Linked DNA regions of Mus musculus: regions 1, 2 and 3 are each linked to region 4. The links are chromatin contacts, called in public HiChIP or PLAC-seq and promoter capture Hi-C maps. All regions are on one chromosome and are shown on one strand. The core of a region is the stretch at or near the end of the contact, and the rest is flanking DNA. Distances in the headings are between cores, read along the strand shown.

What was found. Promoter capture Hi-C pulls out the DNA fragments that hold promoters and counts their contacts. HiChIP or PLAC-seq counts read pairs in DNA pulled down with a chosen protein or histone mark.
Region 1: a contact with region 4 is called in a promoter capture Hi-C map of erythroid cells, with 13 times the contacts expected there. The contact joins the promoter of Capn5 here to the promoter of Thap12 in region 4. A contact is called at or near these places in 3 of 39 promoter capture datasets (erythroid cells, liver and pre-B cells), 2 of 484 Hi-C or Micro-C datasets (embryonic stem cells and muscle stem cells) and 2 of 115 datasets of contacts at active chromatin or transcription factors (bone marrow-derived macrophages and kidney).
Region 2: a contact with region 4 is called in a promoter capture Hi-C map of pre-B cells, with 4 times the contacts expected there. The contact joins the promoter of Gdpd5 here to the promoter of Thap12 in region 4. A contact is called at or near these places in 4 of 39 promoter capture datasets (embryonic stem cells, liver and pre-B cells), 1 of 484 Hi-C or Micro-C datasets (CD4 T cells) and 6 of 115 datasets of contacts at active chromatin or transcription factors (astrocytes, differentiating embryonic stem cells, embryonic stem cells and 3 more).
Region 3: a contact with region 4 is called in an H3K4me3 HiChIP or PLAC-seq map of the 230-238 cell line, with 4 times the contacts expected there. The contact joins the enhancer-like site here to the promoter of Thap12 in region 4. A contact is called at or near these places in 2 of 39 promoter capture datasets (embryonic stem cells and liver) and 3 of 115 datasets of contacts at active chromatin or transcription factors (the 230-238 cell line, forebrain and stem cell-derived neural progenitor cells).

The regions. Positions count from the first base shown.
Region 1 is chr7:98,176,597-98,181,355 of GRCm38.p6, reverse strand. Capn5 (calpain 5) reads left to right here and starts at 3,082. Exons shown (of 13, transcript NM_007602.4): 1 at 3,082-3,312. It overlaps Gm16938 (predicted gene, 16938), which reads right to left and starts at 4,162. Exons shown (of 3, transcript NR_045972.1): 1 at 3,868-4,162; 2 at 1,946-2,031.
Region 2 is chr7:99,379,606-99,384,664 of GRCm38.p6, reverse strand. Gdpd5 (glycerophosphodiester phosphodiesterase domain containing 5) reads right to left here and starts at 3,147. Exons shown (of 18, transcript NM_201352.3): 1 at 2,457-3,147.
Region 3 is chr7:99,447,749-99,452,995 of GRCm38.p6, reverse strand. Gdpd5 (glycerophosphodiester phosphodiesterase domain containing 5) reads right to left here. Exons shown (of 18, transcript NM_201352.3): 8 at 4,776-4,874; 9 at 4,430-4,523; 10 at 3,909-4,054; 11 at 1,200-1,282; 12 at 1-3. Among named protein-coding and RNA genes, the nearest start is that of Klhl35, 16 kb to the left of the region's middle. Within about 2 kb of position 3,760, at least 50 of the 459 cell types and tissues checked have an H3K27ac peak or open chromatin away from gene starts, as enhancers often do. A contact at or near this core is called in the 230-238 cell line, where this site is marked.
Region 4 is chr7:98,700,243-98,705,245 of GRCm38.p6, reverse strand. It overlaps Thap12 (THAP domain containing 12), which reads right to left and starts at 1,999. Exons shown (of 5, transcript NM_028410.2): 1 at 1,768-1,999. The coding sequence starts at 1,856. It overlaps Gm15506 (predicted gene 15506), which reads left to right and starts at 2,318. Exons shown (of 1, transcript NR_144495.1): 1 at 2,318-5,003. It also overlaps the pseudogene LOC108167485.

The sequences.
Region 1 (4,759 bases), core at 1,833-4,332, 520 kb after region 4:
TTAAGAAGCACAGAGTGGACAGGGGTGGGGTTGTAAAATCTCAAGGCCTTCCTTAAATGACTTACTTCCTCCTTTGAGGCTTCACCTCCTGAAAGTTCTACAACCTTCCAAAACAGCACCATCTGATGGACACCACCTGTTTAAACACATGAGCCTACGTGGGCACAGTTCACATTCAGACACAGCAACACCTATAGTTCCAGCATTTAGTAGGCTGAGATGGAGGAAACATTTGAACTTGGGAGTCCATGGCCAGCCAAAATGATTAAAGAAGAAGAGGAGGAGGAGGGAGAGAAGGAGTAGGAGGAAAGGAAGGAAGGAAGGAGGAAGAGAAGGAAAAGGAGGAGGAGGAGAAGAAGAGGAAGAAAATAAAGGAAGGAAGGAAGGAAGGAAGGAGGGAAGGAAGGAAGGAAGGAAGGAAGGAAGGAAGGAAGGAAGGAAGGAAGGAAGAAAACCCGATCATGGGGGCTGGTGAGATGGCTCAGTGGGTAAGAGCACCCGACTGCTCTTCCGAAGGTCCGAAGTTCAAATCCCAGCAACCACATGGTGGCTCACAACCATCCGTAATGAGATCTGACTCCCTCTTCTGGAGGGTCTGAAGACAGCTACAGTGTACTTACATGTAATAAATAAATAAATAAACCTTTAAAAAAAAAAAAGAAAACCCGATCATTATGAATTTCACCTGGGAAACTCTGTAACACTATTACTCAGGAACAGTAATGATGGTGTTACTGACCTGAGCAGAGAAGATTCTGATTCTGGGCATTGGTGAGAGGCATAGAGCTCTGCAGAGCTAGGTAGAACGGGTTCTGATTCTGACCAGTAGAAGGGATGGGGCTATCCCTGGAAGGAATGAGTCCCCAGTTACAAGGGACTTTAAGTAGATCAAGGGGCCTACAGTGATGTCCTTTTCCTGAAAGCCAGGAGAGGAGAAGGAGAGGCCCAACACAAAATAGATAGAACCAGCATAGTTCGGTAGGTCTGGATCCCGGTTCTGCTGTTTACTAATTTTGTGACCTGGGGCATCTCCCTGAGGTTCAGGTCTGCCATTGACTAAGTGGGGCTAATAACTGTGAGAATTTAATGGAAAAACACCTAGCCATCAGGCTCGTTAATGGCACCATTAGATGACTAAGCTTATAAAAACCAATTGGCAGGGTCCTGAGGCCAACACATTGGCAAAGATGCATCATCCGCCCCCCAGAAAGCCTTGTTAGGTAGGCAGCCCAGCTCTTCCTGGCATGCCTTGATCTTCTGCTCCCCAAGGATCAGAGCCTCTGCTCCTCCATCAAGTCCAGATGCCCTCGACAGGTCGCTGTCTCTCTAGGTTTCTTCCCTCATCTGTCAGGAAGGTGGACGCTGCCAGAGATGGGCTCTGAGACAGGCCTCCCAGTCCAAGCCCGGTTCTAAGGCACCTGGGCCTAAACATCATGATGCAGGGTATGTGTCTCTGCTGCTGGAGACACTGTATCTTTATACAATGAGCAGGCTGGGCTAGAGGACAGTAACAGCTAGAGGGCCCCATAAGGACTTCCCAGGAGTTAAGCCAATGAGACCCCACGACTGCAGTGTGGGTGCTGCTTTGAGTTCTGCAGTACAGGTCTCATGTCCAAGGCCACACAGCTAAGGAGTCAAGGCAGAGCCCACGAATGAAACCAACACATAGTACCCTCTCCTGGCTCCATACTCAGAGCTATAGAAGAGAGTCAGAGCATTCTCTGGATACCATGGCTTTGTGGGCTGAAGAACACACTTTCCCAGACATGACCCCTGCTCTATCTCGGAAGATTTGAGAGGTGCCCTGACAGAGGTAATGCTACTTGCTACCTTGCTTGAGGACTTTGACTGAACCTTTTTGACATTTTTTGTCTCCACAATCACCATGTGCTTCTCCTAGAAAGCCCATTTTACAGACAAGGAAACTGAGACCATTAAAGGATATAGAACTTTCTCGGTAACTGGTGGAGTGAGCCCTTGATCCAGATCTGCTTTGTGGACCAAGGGCTTCTGGACAGAGACACGCTGAGGCTGTGTGGAGGCAATAGAAGAGCTTTTCTGTGGGGATGGAAAGAATGTAAAAACCCTAGGCCGGCGGCCATAGGCCAGGACTAGGGTAAATGGAGAGCGGAACCTAGTAGTCTTGGAACATTGTGCGTGGGTGGTGGTGGGTAGGGGGAACAGCAACATGGTTGGAAACTATTTGGTCAGTCAGGTAACCAGATGGAGCTACACTTAGGTGGCCAGGGACAGGGGTGAGGTAGAGGGCCGGATGACTGAGGTTGAGGTAATCATTAACAGAGACCAGGAAACTAGAGGGATGAGTGGGCCTGAGTTTCTGACCTGTGAGCGACTAGTATGACCAGGTCAGACAAGCTTTGTCTCTGTGGCCTTAGAGTGACCCAGCCTACTGTTGGCCAGCCCTGGTCATCTATAAATCTCCCTGGGATTCCCCCAAACCGCCTGGCCTGAGGAGATTGCAGTTTCCACTTCACAGAGTAAGAAACCAAGGCTTGGTGTATTCCAGGGCATTCTGAAGGCAGTCAGAGAGGGTCAAAAATCTGGGCCCTGCTGCTTTAGTCTACACTCAGAGCAGATAAATGCCCAGGACAGGACAGGTCTGGACAGGATAGGGCCAGCTTCCCTTAACTGACTGGGGCCCTCTGGACACCTCACCAGGGCCTACATTCCTCTTCTCCAGCTAAAATCTTGGGAATGGGTGTTTGGATACAAATGGAAAGGGAGTGGTTCTCATCTCATTGGGTCTTCCCATTCTCAGCTGCCCTGCCTTGGCCCTGTCTGAGCCCGGCTAAGATGCATACCCCAAGTCGGCCAACATTCTCTGCCAGCACTTAGTGGGGCACGCAGGTCCTCCAAGGCCAATGGCGAGGTAGGCAGCCAACGTCCCGGGATGCTCTCCTATCGCGGACAGCACTGGAGTGGGGTTTGAAGGAGTGTTGGGTCAGGGCCACCCTTTCAGTTTCGAGCCAGCACTATCGGGCGGCCTCAGGGAGGGGGGTGGGGGGGGGGAGGCACAGCCTCTCTAGTTCGCATGCGCAACAACCTCCCTTTCCCCGCCCCGCCCCACCCCGGGAGACCACGCCTCTGGCCTCCAATGGGAGGAGGCTGAGAGGAGGGGCGGGACAGACTGAAGCCCGGGGGTCCAAGTTCCAACCCCCGCCTGCGGGCTGCCGGGGTATCATCTCCCCGCAGAGTCCCAGGCTGTGGCGCGGGCTGGTCTAGCCTCCGCTCCAGTGCCCGCACTGTGCTCTGCATCCCGGGAGTCCAGCTCCAGCTGCGGCGACGCGGCAGGTAGGAGGCGCTGCGCGGAGGGAGGCGTGTGCGAGCGCACATTAGTGTGCGTTTGGGTGTGTGTGCAGGTGCAGCGCGGGCCAGTGCGTGCCTTGGGAGCACGAATCCGAGCAGGGGTTGTACATCCCGCGGATTCAGGGCTGGGAGTTGAGCGCTGGCCTGCAGGCCTAGGAGGCGGAGCCCCACCCCCACCCCACCCCCCAAAGATATGCCCGGGGCCCCTGAGCTCATCCCTACCTCCACCCGCAGCCCTGGGTGAGAAATCAACCTCACCTCCACCTGGGTGTTCTGAGGCCGCGTTCCCAGTGCAGAAGTGCTGGGGTGTGCTTATCACTGGTGGGCTAGACTCTAATCTTCCTTACAGGTCCCCTTTCCTGTCCTCACGCCTGTGCTCCTCAACCCATTAAACCTTCTAACCTTTCTAGATGTCCACATCCCATGGTTTGGAGTAGGCATGAGACCATGAGACCAAAGATCCCAGGTAGATGACCCTTCACCCCTTCTTGGCCACAATCCCCTAGTTGAATGGGGGTGGGGGGGGGGGCTCTTCCTTACCTTCAGGGCTGGGTGTGTGGCACTGGGAGCAAGGCGGGTCTGGCAGAAACTGGCTTTTTTCGGAGACAATTCAGGATTGATCCTATCTCCAGCTGTCAGGATTGGGGGTGGGGAGTGTAGGAAAGGTCCCCCTAAGGGGGCCCAGGGGTGGAGTGGGGCTGAAGAGCAATAACAGGTGCTCATTTGCCCTGGCAGTCTTTCCTGTGGTGAGAGTCAGCCCCAGACTTCACACAGATGAGCCCCAGCAGCAGAAGGGAAGGCAGCCTCTCTCTAAGGTGACCCAGCCAGAACTGGCACCCAGGATCCCAAGACACAAGCCTTGATCTCCTCTGTGCCAGAGGGTGGAACACTCAGCCAATGCCCAGGGCAGCTAAGTGTTCAGGGAGATCTTCCTGGGAAGCTCTGCTGTGCAAGGGAGGTTGAGGCCTCCCTGGATCCTTGCTGGTCCTTGCTGCAGGCTTAGTGTTTTGGGTGGAGGTGAAGAAGACCAGGGGGGGTCGGGTGTGGTGGGCCCAGCTGCTGCTACTGCCCTAGGCTGGGTCAGAGCTGAAGCCTGGGTGGAGCCTAACCTAAGAGGCTTCTCTTCCCACTGAGAGGATGGAGGGCCAACAGATGAGCTCCTGACTGGCGTGGTGAGAAGGCAGAGTCAAGCACAAGTCAGAGGGGCCATCCTTGCCTGGGAGCTGATGAGAGTTCATCTGAACAAGGACTAGGAAAAGTCCAACAAGGTGAAGAAAGGACCGTAGAGTCCAAACTACGAAACAGTCAGGCTAGGAAAGCTCACGGACAAACACAGGGTGTGACATTGAATGCCAGTCTGGACGGTGGGTGTGTCTGACAAGGACCATCTTTAGCTACCCTGGGGAAGAGGTTGCTATAGAGGTTACAGTAG
Region 2 (5,059 bases), core at 1,898-4,397, 680 kb before region 4:
ACACACACACACACACACACACGCAGAGCACAACCCAGACTGAGGCACACACAGGAGCCCCTGGCCTCCTCTGGAGGGGCGGAAGCACAGCAGAGTGCTGCTATTTCCCTAGCCTGCCTCCCAGCGAGGGGAATGATAAATTATTCACTGTACCCTGTGCTGAGGGAGGCCAGACAATGGGCCACAGGGAATGGACACCAGCTCCTGCCCCACAGGAAGCCACAGTGGGTGTGAGGACTGTTAGAATCCAGGGCCCCTTCCCAGTGTCTCCAAGTAGATTAGAGAAGGCTTTGTAACTAGGAGAGGAAGCACAGGGAGCCTTATCTGCCCAGGAACCGAGATGGACAAAGCTGTTGAAGTCTCTCAGCCTGTGACTGCCACCTGTGTGTGTTCTAACCTCAAACAAGTTTGAGGATTTCCCAGACTTCCTGGTCAAAACTCCAGTTTCCTTTCTCCGTAGGGAAGGAACTGGATGGTAGCCAGGCACTGTGTATCTTTAGCTCAGTTAATCTTGGTGGGAGAGCCATTCCACTCTCCTAGAAAAGCAGAGGGCTCAGAGGGTAACATGGCTGCCCGTGACCCCGGAGGCCGAGTAGCTTCTTTACCACACAGCACTGACCACTGGCCACTTAGGCTCCAGTCTGCCGCTTAGCCCACCTGCATCACTTCTACAACACTTCACAGTTGACACTTAAATAGTCCCTGAAGCAAACTCAGCAGGCCTGAGTCAAAGATTTCACCTCTCTGAGCCTCAGCTTCCCACACAAGATAGCCTAAAATAGCAAGCCCATATTGGACAAGCTCCACAACTCCTTAGCACTCAACAGTTTGCCTGTGGGACCCTCTCTTTCCGAGTAGGTAGCACCGTGCTCTGACCCCCATCTTGCAGGTGAGACTTCAGAAGGAGGCTTCCCCTAGTCTCCTGCTCTGCCTCACCGGAGGTTCCCAGCTCTTTCCAGCACGCAGTGAAATGAGATCACAGGTGTGAAATTAGTTCATCAAAAAGGGAGCTCTGTTTAGATGCAAGGATTATTATGAGATCTGAATCCTCAGGCAGAGGTGGGGGAGGGGGAATCCCAAGCCCCTTAGACACCTTCTAGGCTGCTCGAACCCCTCCAACCCCAGGAACAGGCTTCTCGTCTTTAAGACCCTGCTCCATCTCCCAGGGGCTTTCCAAGGTAATTTCCCCACACTCCAGGGAGTCCAGCCCAACAAAGGTTAACCAGTTCCAGCCAGGGCCATAGTGCCCAGACCAAGGCCATATGCCACCCCAGCCCCACCCAGAACAAGAGCCCACAGAGTCCGTGCCAAATGCTCTTTCACAATACCCTCTCCTACAAAGATCCCAGGGCAGCGAGCAGGAGGAACTTCTGCCTGGGAATCAAGCACCTGGACTGTGTGTCCCCAGATCCGGCAGCCCTAACCTTAAGACCTGGAGAAGGTCTGCCCTGGGCCATTTTGCACATAGAGACTGGAGTCAGGCTTCTTTGAGCCCCAGTTCCAACCACACACACTCTCTGCAGTCTCATACACGCTTACCTCAACTGCATATTGGGGCTGGGGAAACCCTAGCCACAGACCGAAAAGGTGTGAACTAGGAAGGGGAGCAGACCCCTTGATGGATGTTTGGAAATCTTTCAGGTCTACTTCTCTCTCAACCACTCACTGGCTTTAGGACCTGGGGTCACTGTGCCCCCCACAAGTCTTCAGTGTCCTCATTAATAATGCCAAAGGAAGGTGGCTGAGTTCTGAGGGACCACAGCTCCAGCTTCCACATGGCTGTGTCTTGGGGACCAATATGGTGAGTCCTTTAACAGATAAAGAGTACTTCAGTAACTTGGGGACATTAACTATGGGAAGCAGGTTGTCCCTCCAGCCCGGACCCCGGGAAGAGATCTTTTGGAACAGGGAAGCCCTGCCTTCAACGCAGGTTCACCTTTCCTGGGAGGTGGCATGCCCATGACCCAAGAGTGGCTGGTAAGAAGGACCTCTTCGGCTTCAGGACCAGTGCCTGGATTTCGATGCCCCAGAGGCCCCCACCCTGCCAAGCTCTCACGTGCATGCAGGCTATCCACTTCTTTTCTTCTCCCCTCCCTCTTTGCTCTTTCTCTCTTTATCTTCTCCCTTCTCCCCAGTCTAATCCTCAACATGGAAGGCAGAGGACCTCAACCCTGCCACGCCTCAGTTTCCCCAACTGTCTGCGCCCATAACAATACACAATAGCTTTTATCTCGGGGTTGCTATGAGCTTTGGATAAGGAACGACTTGTGCAAGGGCGGGGCTCGGACCTGCACACAATGGGCACTCAATAAGTGCGGGCTTCTCTCTACTATCTTTCGCGCGCCCTCTCCTAAACAGTTCACTCTCTGCCCGTGTCCCCTCCACGCCCTCCGCTGACCCGGGCCCTGCCTCTAAGGCTCCCGGGACTGCTCCCGCCGCGCATCCGGGGCTCTCACCTGCAACCTCCGCTCGCTGGAGACTGTGGCAGGAGAAGCCCCTGTGTTCCCCTGGGAGCAAGCACCCCAAGATCCTTAACCTAGGGCGGAGAAAGGTGGCAGCTTCGACTCGCCCAGGGGTTCGGTCCGACTGTTCTGCCTGCTTGGGACCCCTCACGGTGCGCTGGACCCGGGCGGTGCCAGTACAGTTTCAAGTCCGGAGCAGTTCGGTCCAAGGCAGCTGAAGATTTGGTTCTCCAGGAGCTGGAGGCCGGTGGGCGTCCCGGCTCCTCTACACTCAAGTCCCAGAGCTGGGGCCACCTTGCGCCGACCAGGGGGCGGAGGACACTCCAGCAGAGATGGGTCAGTATGATGGGGCCGAGAACGTCCCGTCTCGGAACTCCGGATCAAGGCCGGGGCTCGAACGTCCCAGCAGCTCCAGACCACGGGGCTAGGAAAGTCCAGGCGCGGAATGCGGGGCTCGGACAAGCAGGGCAGGGCAGGGCAGGGCAGGCGGAGCGCCAGCGGCCGGAGCAAGGCGAAGAAGTCTGCCCAGGTCCCGACGCCGCTCACTCTGCAAATCTGGGCGGACCTGTGCCGGCAGCGGACTCCAGAGCTCCGGGCCGCCGCTCCACTTCCTCCTCTTACCGGCTCCCCGCTCACCGCTTGCTCAGCCTCGCGCCGCAGCCTCTGCTACTGCCGCTGTCACCCTAGCCGCCCACCCCCACCCGAGCTGCAAACCGAGCCGAGCCGAGCCGAGCCGAGCCGAGCCCTGCCGAGACAGCTCCGGAGCGCCTGCGAGCTTGGCCCCTCCCCTAAAGGGTGGGACCAACAGAAACCCCGCCCCTGGCCGGGCCGGGAGCAAAGGCGGGGCGTGAGAGACACTGCTAGGCCGGTCCCCGGCGCAGTTGGGCAGCAAGAGCCAATGGGAGAGTGGAAGAGGGGTGGAACTCTGCTGAGCGTGGTCTGGTGCCGCTGGAGAAGGACAATGAAAGCTGCGCGTAGCAAGCGAGCCAGCCGCCTGGAGATCAAGATGGTGGGCTCGGGGGCCTGGGTTGACTGTGACTGAGCACGAGGCCAGCAGTGGGAAAGGGCGAAGCATGGAGGAGGCGAGGTTAGGACTGGGATGTCCCTGGATGGCGGAACCTGGGGCGTAGCGTGATACAGCCAGCCTCTTGCTCCTCCCCGCTGCTAGGGCTCCTTGCACTGAGTAGCATTTGGGAGCAGTGCAAGGCTCTGATTTTAGGAAGCGATGCAAAAAAGTTTGTAAAAATAAAAAGCAGATCTGTTTCCCACACTTCCCCTTTCCCAGAGTTCTGCGGCTCAGGGAGGAACGTCGTTATCAGTTTCAAAAATATGAGCGGAGGTGTGTGAGGACAGCTCACTTCGAATCGTGACTTCTGTCGGCTGTGCACCTTCCCCACCCCTCCCTGTCTTTGAAGTATCCAGCGTCCTGTGTGAGGCACCGAACAGGAGTGAAGGGTTTGATATATGAATGAGTGTTGCGAGTGCGCGTGGGCAGGGCTTAAGTCACTAATTGGCTTGGGGAGCCCTAGGATGAGGCAGCCCAGCCCAGGTTCATCTGCAAGCCTCAAATCAATTTTCTGCGTGAAACCCCTTTGTCACTGCTGTGGACCAAGACTGTAGGGGGCGCATGGTGTTTTCCAGATTGCTGTTGCTGGTATAGGATTCTATCCACCAACTCTGTGACATTCCTGGACTAGACTGGCTCTGGAAGATGGCTTTAGCCTCCTAAGGCGATGCCAAGGTCATCCTTGACTACACAGTGAATGGAAGCCAGTGTGAGCCTGTCTCACAAGACATAATAATACCACCTTAAAGAAACTCAAGACACTGCAACTTGACAGTCGAATGAGTGAGGAACCACATGGGCTTAGAAGACCAAAGGAATGGCTTTCCTGACAGAAACAACAGCACTTACAAAGGACACCTCCAGAGATCTCTGCCTCGTATTGGTTAGCAGAGGCTTCCCTGAGCAGGTTACAGGCAAACTGAGGTCAAAAAAAGCTAGCAAGGTTAGTAGGAGTTGACCGTGCTCCTGAGAAATCCTGGCAGCAGTAGAGCAAAAGTCAAAGTGGGAGATTCCAGCGAGGCAGGTAGAAGGGAGTTCAGACTTATCCAAAGGACCAAAGATCTCTTAAGATCCTCCTGAGCCCACAGCCCAGCTGGATGCTGATGAGATCAAACTAGGAGGAGCTTGGAGTTTGGATTCCATTAGCAGAGGGCTGTGAGAAGTTTTCAGCACACTGTCAACATGATGGAGTTCTGTAGGGAAACAAGTGTCCTTAAAACACAGCGCCTAGGGGAGTGGCAAGGGCCTGCCTGAGGATTGAAGCTATCCATATCACACTTGGTAAGGGTGCCAAGATCTCGTATACCTTCCCCTTGGCCAAGAACCGTCAGCCTTCAGTTGTCAGCCCCACGGAGCCCTGAACTCTTAGCCTGCTATTGTAGCTCCTTGTCTTTCCACCTCTTCTCCCCCCCCCCCTCCCTCACACCTCTCTCAGATTCGCTAACAATGAACATCATCCCTACACAGTTCCTCCGAGTGGCTGCCCTTATGGTCCTCCTGGACTGTCGTGAATCCCACCTTGAGTTTATTC
Region 3 (5,247 bases), core at 2,511-5,010, 750 kb before region 4:
AGGCTGCAGGAGAGGATCACTGTCACCGCCCACTCAGAGATATCATCTGTTCCCATCACCACCCTCCCTACTCCCCGCCCTCAAACGACATAGCTGTTCTGTGTCCATCTCAGCTGCAGATCCCCCCCTAGGCCAGTGAGGACCTCAAAGGGTTCAAGGGACAAGTCCTTGGCTCTCTACGAAGGTCAAGTGGGGAAGACAGCTGGGGAGGGGAGGGCTGGGGAAAGTGGGTCTGTGCACTTAGCAACGATAGAAGGGAAGTACTGCCTCGCTTGATAATGGGGAAAACGGAGGCTAAGCAGGAAGCGTTTAGCTCAAGGTCCATGGCTACTAAATGGTGGAACCTGGCCTCAAACCAAGTCCTTGAAATGTCATATTGATAGCAGTGCCTGCACAGGTCCCTTAGACAACGTCCACATACTTCCCGCATCCTCATAACCCACCAGGACTGGCCACAGCTCACAGAGTTCCTTAGTGTAGAATAATAATAAAGGGCTCCCTCGCTCCCTGTTCCTCAAGAAATTTTATCCACTCCTATGGAGAGGCGTGGGGCGTATAATCTATGTGGTCTACACCAGGAGTGGTAACCTCACATATGTGGTGTAGCTGTATATTGTACACCCCGTGGGGCAGTAATTGGTGGCCCTGCCTTCTCTCCGCCTCAGGGGTATCCTTTGAGTTACCCCTGAGGTTGGGATGGGTTTCCCCGTTGGTTGACATTCGTGTTAACACAAATGCTGCATCTAGAGATGGAAATGTTCACATCACTTCCATATGATCTGTTTGTTTGTTTGTTTGTTTGTTTGTTTGTTTGTTTGTTTGTTTGTTTTGAGATGGGGTTTCTCTGTGTAGCCTTGGCTGTCCTGGAACTCGGTTTGTAGACAAGGCTGGCCTCAAACTCACAGAGATCTGCCTGCCTCTGTCTCCAGAGTGCTGGGATGAAAGGCGTGAGACTCACAGGTGTCATTTTTTTCCCAACAGGTCTGTGTCCCCACACCTAAACCCTGACTGGACAGTAGTCTGTTCTTTCTATTCTGGAGTCTAGCACAAACCTCTAAAAGGATGCCTGGCTTGTTGTGATCATCCAAGTCTTCATCCCCCCTCCTATCACCAGGGGCAGGAGGTTTTTATGAGGAGACCCAGATGCAGAGGTGGGGGTGGGGTGAAGAATGGCCACCACCCTTCTCTGCCATACTAACCTGATGGTGATGTCAGCTTGCAGCCCATACAGCCTCTGCTCCAGCGCCTTCCGGAAGGACATCACTGTGTGTTCTGGAGCCAGCTGGAGAGGAAGGACTGGTGACGGCAGAGCTAGGGTCCAGTTGGTGACCCTTCCCCAGCCAGTGGGAGGTGCCCCCTGCTAGGTCTGCCTCTCATTCTGGCTCCTTTGTGGAGTTGCTATGGGAACCCGGGCACCCACACAGCTGCTTCAAGGTTCCATGTTTTCATTTGTTATAATATGTATACCTCATGGAGGTTTGGGGGGAAGGGACAGGCAGTGTGCTGGGTATGGACTCGTATGAATATGAATGCCTGACACAGCCATAATAACAGAGTTAGCAAATAATCACTCTGATCACATTGTCCTTGCTGTATTACAGGCACTGAACAAGACTCTAGAAGCAAATGGCCTTCCCCACAGGCCTGTGGGCCTACAGTAGCTTTGGGCAGAGACTGAGTGCTTGGTCCCTTCTGGCTTAATCTCAAAGCCCAGTCTGGGGGGAGATTCTGGAGGGGGAAGGAGAGAGGATGGGGTTGCTGTGGTGTGATGAGTTTCTTCATCTATACAGCAATAATAATAATCTCTCCATCGCTACACTGGCACATGGACTCAAATTCATGCTTGACACCTAACAATAAGTTTGCAACCCTAGGGCAGATCATCACCCAGAAGGTTGACTCCAGCCATTGAGCTACATGACCCTGCCTTGCAACCCTGGGTGAATCCTCCCTCCTAAGGACCCACCCTCTCTTCAGACCTTTGGGGATATGGGAATCACTGTTCTCTGTGGGTATCTAGCTGGGCAGTGAGTCTCCTTTGGTCCTGTGCAGAGTAAATTGCCATACCTCTTCCTACCACTAGAGGTCAGCACCAAACCAGAGATTGGATTTAGACCTGGCAACTCAAAAGGCTGGCAATCATTTGTGAAGCCTTCACAGGAACACACTCGTGGTGACTCTGGCTGGACACAGTCATTCACAGTGACATGGAGAGAGCACTGGCTATCCGTGCCTCCACACCCCCCCCCGCCCCCCAAAAAACAGCACTAAAGTGTCTGCAAAATGGCTTAGTAGGTATAGATTCTTGTTGCTAAACCTGACAACCTGAGTTTAATTCCCAGGACTGCTTGGTAGGAGGGAACCGTCACCTGCAAATTGTTGGCTGAATCTCCACACGTGTCCTGAGGCATCACAATGCCACATTTTTTTGTAAAAAAAAAAGGTGTTTTGAGGGTTTTTTGTTTGTTTGTTGTTGTTTTAAAGTTGACCTTACAGAAGTAAAGAGCAGAATAATGATCAATAGAAGGTAGGAGGGGGAGGGGAGGCCGGTCACCAGGTGGAAATGATGGGCCATGTGAATGGGTTCTAGCATTCTACTGCAATAGGGTGGCAGTGGTAAATGCTAACTCCCTGTGTCTTTTCAAACAGGCAAAGGAGAGGATTCTGGACGCTCCTAACACAATGAAACAGGGTGTGATGTGACAGGTGGATCACTGCGGTGTGAGGATAATGCATTGTACAATTGAGAACCACACCGTGACTTGCAAATATGCATCACTAATTATCCTGTGTCAGGGTAAAAACCAAACAAGCATAAAATGAACGCCACACCCAGGCACGGGGCACACACCTGTAACCTTAACACTCAGGATGGGGATTCAGGTGGTTTGTGAGTTCCAGGCTATTCTGGGCTGCACACCGAGACCCTATCTCAGAAATGGGACAACAGATATAATGAGCAAGTCACCACCGCAGGATGGAGCAGCCAAATGCACAGCTTGGGAGGCTGTCTAGAGACAGCTTCATCAACAGATAAATAGCACAAAGGAGACTGGGGGAGGGGCTGTCACAGATGAAAAGGCACTCGGGGGACATGTGTCAAGCAGATGGGCTGCATGATGTCATTTGGATCATGATTTTAAAAGTCTGCACTACAGAAAGATATTTTTGGAGACAAAGGAAAAATAACTATGATATTAGGTCATGTTAAATAATTGTTAATTTGGGGGCTGGAGAGATGGTTCTGGCTGCTCTTTCAGAAGACCTGGGTTTGATTCCCAGTGCCCACATGGCAGCTCACAACTGTCTGTAATTCCATCCAGTCTCAGGGGATCCAACACCCCTTTCTGGCTTCCACGGTGTCAGGCAAAGCAACCATACACATAAAAGTGAAAATAAATACTTTTAAACATTGTCAGTGTGGTGTTATAGTCATTATCATTATGTATGTATATACATGTGTGTGTGTGTGAGAGAGAGAGAAAGAGAGAGAGGGAGAGAGAGAGAGAGAGAGAGAGAGAGAGAGAGAGCATGTGCACACATGCTTCAGTGCACACGAAGAACATCCTCTCCTTTATCTTTATGTGGGTGGCAGGGATTAAACTCAGTGTGCCGGGCTTTTACAGCAAGTGCTTTCCCCTGCAGAGCCATCTCCCCAGCCTGTTGTTTGCTTTTAAGTCCTTATGTTTTGGGCGTGCTGGCATATGCCTGTAACCCCAGCACTCAGGAGGCAGAGGCAGGAAGGCTGGCGGTAGTTTAAACCCCAGCTTGTCTCAAGCAGATCAAACCAAAACCAGGAAGTCCTTCTATGCTGGCGATACATCTGCTACCACAGACATGACATTTATTTCCCACATGCTCCTCTCCTGCAACAGCTGTTGCCCCGGTCCACCCTCTGGGGTGCTTACCATGGGAGCCCCTCGGTGGCCGATGAGGGCAGGTTTGGGGCCCAGGTCTTTTTTCTCCATGATGCAGGGAGAGGAGATGGTGAGAGGGATCAGGTAGAAGGTGAAGACCACGGCGAAGAAGGTACAAAGAATGGTGAGCTGAGAGGCTGCAGACACGGGCAGTAGGAACGTCCCATGAGCCACTGTGCATCTCTCACCAGGCCCAACCATGCCTAGCCAGCCAGACTGGAGTCAGAACGTGGTGTTCTGTGGAGTGGCCTTTGCTCTGACAGGAAGTGAACCCCACACTTAGGCACACATGTACAGGAAGACATGGACACCCAGAGCATTCTTTTTTTTTTTTTTTCCACCCAGAGCATTCTTTGGTAGCATCTATGACTAGCCTGGAGCCAGCCCCTGATGCTGAGCACAAGGGCCCCACCTCATTCCCAGACCACCCAGGTAGAGTCCCTGGACAGTCTAAGCTGGCATTTGTATTCATGGAGGTCAGGATGGGTGGGCCCTCTCTAAGGGGTACTCACAGGACCGCTCTGCACGGGCAAACTGTCCAGCGACGATCCAGGAGAGTGCAGTGATGGCCACCAGGGCCCCTATATGCAGGAATGGTGCCGTGCCCTGGGTGTGAAGAGAGGCAGGAGGGACCAGGGACTCAAAGGCAGGTCCAGACCCTCAGGTCACCAGCATGCTGCTGACCGTCTCTACCTACAAGACAGGCAATCCTGTCTCCATCTGCCCACTGAGGATGCTGGGAAGCCTGCTGTGCAGACCCCTCCCTGTTCCTCTCTGCGCCTTGGAGAAACAGGAGTGATAAAGGGTTGCAAGGGTCCTGGGGTGGCAGTGTCCCTGTCCCTAGCCCGCCTCACTCACCTGCAGGGAAATCAGCAGCACCTCCCACTCATCCTCCCAGAGCTGGGCCACTGCAGACATGGCCACCACCGTGGAGGCCAGGATGACCACCAGCCCCATCTGGAGAGGAAAGTACCAGACAGAGGGTCAGGGCAAGAATGAGGGGACCTCTGTCTGGGAAAGGAGGAGGAGAAAGAAAGCAGACGTGCCCACAGGCTGGGCAGGGGCAGTGCAGTGCAGTGCTTTTAATCCTAGCACTTGGGAGGCAGAGGCTGGTGGATCTCTGTGAGTTCAAGGCCAGCCTGGTCTATAGAGTGAGTTCCAGGACAGCCAGGGTTATATAGAGAAATCCTGTCTCAAAATAAAACAAAACAAAAGCAAAAACAAAAACAAAAAAACAAACAAACAAACAAAAAAAGATAAGGAGGAGGAGGAAGAAGAGGAGGAAGAACATAGTGCAAGAAGAGGAGGGAAGGAGAGAGCCAGGGATGAG
Region 4 (5,003 bases), core at 750-3,249:
GTCAGATCCTTCTTAAAGGAGGAATAGAGCAAGACACAGGATGCCCTCTGGCCTCCACATACACACACCCCATACCCACACATAATCTCAGAAGTTAGTCTTGACTCTTTTCTCTTATAAACGACATCCAAATTACTAGTAAATCCTGTTGGCTTCATCTTCAAACCTTATCTAAAGGCATCAATTTCCCTCTTCATCCTCTTCTACTGATCTGGATTATTGCAACAGTCTTCCCTTGGTCTTCCTGCTCATATCTTTACTTCCCTACAACTAACAAGCAGCCAAAAATCCTGTTAAGAACTCTTGCAGCTCTAAACTCTCCCACTTCACTCAGGATAACCACCAGAATATCTTCCATGGACAACAATTTCCTAAACAATTTCCGTCTCCCATATAAACCTCATCAGCAAGCATGCCTTGACTTCACTCTTACTGTTTCCAGATGCTTTTCCAACATATTGCACAGCTCTCCCCTTCCCCAATTCAATTTTTTTTTGTTGTTGTTCAGATTCATTATGGTGAGACTTTTTTCTGTTATGTTTAAAATAGAAACTGTGCCTCCGTTTTTTATACTTTTTTTTTTAAACGGGTTCATGAGACAAGACTCACACTACAGCCCTAACTGGCCTGGAACTTACTCTAACCCAGGCCTGCTTCAAATCTCAATTCTCCCTGCCTCCTCAGCGCTGGGATAACAGACAATGTCCACTGCTCAGCTCCCTGGCTATGCTTTTTTCTTTAATCTGCTCTGGTATATGCACGAGCGTTTTGCACTTTGAGCATACCTGGTACACAGGAAGGCCAGAAGAGGTTGTGTAATCCCCTGGAACTGAAGTCACCTAATGTGGGTATAGAACCCAGGCCTTCTGCGAGTATAAGTGCTCTTCAGCATTGAGCTATCTTTCCACCTGTTCCCTAGCTAAAAGCCCTTCCAACCCCTGCTGTATTTTTCTTCAGGATATTTTTCATTATTGGACACGGTATTATAAATATTTTACTTGCCAATTTCCCAAGACTTGAATGTAACCTCTGAGAAGAGGGATTTTCATTGGTTCATGTTACCCACTCTCATACTCTGACCAATTTCTACCAACTGTCGGCTTTCAATAAATATTTGCTCAATTAATATCATGCTATATTCAGCGCTCGTTGATAGATCTGCTCTCTCTCTCTGTGGATTAGGTGCTTTCTGCCGTCCGTGACAAAATTCACTCGAGTCTCCAGCACCTGACATGAGTACTTCAAACATGGTTAAGCACTGATTTTTAAACGAATGAGCCAACAGGAGAGCTCTGAGAACTACCTGCAGTCTATCACACTAAGTCCCTATGATTCTCAGACTACGTCCCAGATTATAAACTACCCCAAGGAAAAGTGAAGTTGCAATACCATATTCCCACGCCCTCACACTTGTCCTCTGTGGTCCCAACAACCAAGGGAGACAATGAGTAACGGTCGGCATTTGAACACTGGGTTGACAAGTCCGAAGGAGGCAGTTGTGACCTGATTTAAGATCAAAGAAAGCGGCTCGCCTCCAAACAGAAACACTGTCCTAGAAGAGACCAGTGACGCGGGGGAAGGCAGGGCCCCTGGGAACACAGCCCTGGAGAAGGGTTACTTCTTTGACAGCTAAGGAACCGCGTCGGACCACCAAAGGCGCTAAGCGCCCACTTCATCCGCCTTCGCGCCCCCGGGTGGCACCCACTGGGCCGGGTGCCCGCGAGCGCACGTGCGCGCAAGTCCCTGAAGCTTCCGCGCCCCACTCACCTGGCCGGGTCCCGCGGGAACCTGAAGAAGGCCAGGTCAGACTGCGTGCTCTTCCGTGTGCAGTTGGGGGCAGCGCAGAAGTTCGGCATGGTCGTCCGGCCGCCGGCCGGTCCAGCCCTCCCCTCCCCGCCTCGTCAGGGCAGCGCGGCCGCCCCGCGGGGCCGGGGAGGGGAGCTGGGCCGGCCGGCCGGCTCCGCAAGGCCGCGCGCGGAGGAGGGGCTGGCGCGCGAAGCCGCGAGGGGCAGGAGGGGCGCGCGGGCCGAGGCTGGGCTGGGGCCGCGGCTCCACAGTGCTGTGTGCGGCCGGGAGGATTTACCGCCGCCGCCGCCGCTGCTGCACCTCCAGCCCGCCCGGGACGCTACCGCCTCCTTCCCACAATGCACCCTGGCGCTGGAGGGTGCCCTCTCTTCCCTCAGCTATCCGCCCCCGCCCTCTTCGCAGGCGACCGTCCCTGCGGGCGGGCATGCGCACTCGAGAGGGTCGGGCCAGCTGCGTAGTCTCAATGCACATGCGCACAACCCAACCCGCGCAAGGAAGGAATTGCGCATGCGCTGTAGTCTCCCCGGGACTGGCGAGCGCAACCCCGGGTTATTCGGGTAGGTTTGCTGTGTGCGGGTTCCTGCAGATCCAGGGCAAGCTAGAACGTTACTTCACGGCTGCGTCTGCCCGGCTTGTGTAAAAGTTGTCACGGTTCATGCGTCCATTGCGTGAGTCACCGTAGACTCTTAAAGGCAACAGATTCGGGATGACCCTTGCGATTGCTTTGAAACAACTCGCGGGTTGAACGCAAACATGAGTTGTAGAGGATTTAATTTTTAACCCGTTTTGCCTTCCGGTTACTCTGTGACCGAATTAGTGCTAGATTGCTAGCCGCACACCTTGACTAGACGCTAGGGTAAAAGCTCAGAAAAGCAGTAACTTCCTTGGTGGTTTCCAGAGAGGCAGGAATAGTGCAATGATTAGGCCAGCAGCACCCTAGAGATTTTTACCTCAGGCTTCTCACAGTCCTGGCCTGATAACGTTCCTGTATGGTTTTGTTTCAAAATGAGTGGCCGCTATTTAGAACAAAGTATCAAATTTTGCGTAAAATCGAACACGTCTGCAAGTAAGACCCACCACTTTTGAAAGAAGCGTATGGGGGTGAAGTGGTGTCGAGGGCTTGAGTATTTGACTGGCACAAAAGGTTTAAAGAAGGGTGGGAAAATGTCTGAGATGATCCATGAAGTAGTCGTCCAGTCACCCACAGAACGGATGCAAATATCCAAAAGGTCACGGACTTTGTGTGAACAAGCAGTTAACAGTGAGAAGGATGGCTGAAGAAATTACATTTAGAGAAAGAAACCATTAGATTCATTCTGAAAGGAAACCTGAACACGAGAAAAACGTCTGTCAAAGCTATAGCAAGTATTTTGAAGGATCAGCCTGAACTTGGGGAAATTTGAGTGTCCATCTGGTCATTCAAAGGAAATTAAGAACGCTAGTTTATAGGTGAGGGAAAAGAGGACAAGTTCTGAGATGTGGAGTTAGCTGCAGCAGAGTGCTGATGAGGAAATGGCTCTGCCTGTGTAGAATCCCAGAAGTCGGGCCCCTGCCAGCCACCTTCTGCAGGGAGCATGCTCAGAGAGTAGGAGATCTGACGACTGCTACGGTATCAGACATGGAGATGCAGCGTTTGGAGTTTGCCCAGCTGGTTTCCTGTCTTGCTATTGGGATTACAATAAAGTGATTGGATGAATCTCAGAAGAGACTTTGAACTTTTTTTTAAAAGATTTTATTTATTTATTTTATGTATATGAGTACGCTGTAGCTGTCTTCAGACACACCAGAAGAGGGCATTGGATCCCATTACAGATGGTTGTGAGCCACCATGTGGTTGCTGGGAATTGAACTCAGGACCTCTGGAAGAGCAGTCAGATCTAACCATTGAGCCATCTCTCCAGCAACTCTGAACTTTTAACATTGTTGAGCTGCTATAGACTGGGGACTCTGGAAATTAGACTAAATGTATTTTGTATTATGCTATGTTTAGCTGTGGCCCTTATAGCCTCATATGTTTGAACAAGTCTGTGGGGGCCAGGGAGTGAAATGTGATGGTTTGTATGTGCTTGGCCCAGGGAGTGACCCTATTAGGAGGTGTGGCCTTTAGCAGATGTGTAACTGTGGGTGTGGGCTTAAGACCCTAACCCTACCTGCCTGGAAGTCAGTCTTCCACTAACAGCCTTCAGATGAAGATGGAGAACTCTCAGCTTCTGCACCATGCCTGCCTGGATGCTGCCATGTCCCCGCCTTGATGATAATGGACTAAACCTCTAAACCTATAAGCCAGCCCCAATGAAATGTTGGCCTTTTTAAGACTTGCCTTGGTCATGGTGTCTGTTCACAGCAGTAAAACGCTAAGACACCCAGCAGTAGTCAAACAGCAGCAGGATGTCTCAGGTTTGGGGGAAGAGGAATTACCGCCCTAACTTAGTCCAGAGCAAAGCACTTTGAAATGGCTGTGCACCGTCAATGAACACGACAGAGATCATAATGACCTAGGTGGCAGAAGAGTTCCCACTAACTCTGAAGTGCCTGCTTGCTGTCCTGTCCTGGACCTTACTTCACAGCTCTCTTAGGTTCCTAATTCTGTACACTCAGATCCAGCCATGATCCCATATCTCAGTGTTTTCTCAGTGCCCTGCAGACACTCATTTTCTTGTCTAGCTTGCTCTTGGTTCTCAGATTCCCTGTTGTTTGATTCTGGGCCACCCTTCCAGGTGTGTCTGCTTTGGGGCTTTGGTTTGGTACGCATTTCCACTCACACAGCTCTCTCCTTTCTGATTTTTGGGCCCGTGTTCCTGCCCATGACTTAAGCTGTGGTCCAGACATGTGGAGCAGAGAGTTCTTCAGCCCTGGCTCTAAATTGTCTTCCTGTAATTCAAGAAATGGGATAGGGAGGGATGGCATAGAGGCTAATGACCAAGCCCTGCTACCATTAGCAAGCCCAGTATAATCAGTATTACCCAGTTTCTCAAGGCTTGGTTACCTCTAGAAGCCTTTCCAAACCTTAACATCTATATAACAACTCTATTTTTCCCAGGTCAGTGGGGCCTGGCTGGCTGTGGCTGTCAACAGAGCTGGCCATCTGCATACCTTGACCCATTCTCAAGCTTGCTAATGTGTGGCTTCCCAATTGACCTTACTCCCCACCCTCACGTCCACACCTATTCCATGTAGTTTCTTGTGCCTCTGCTAAC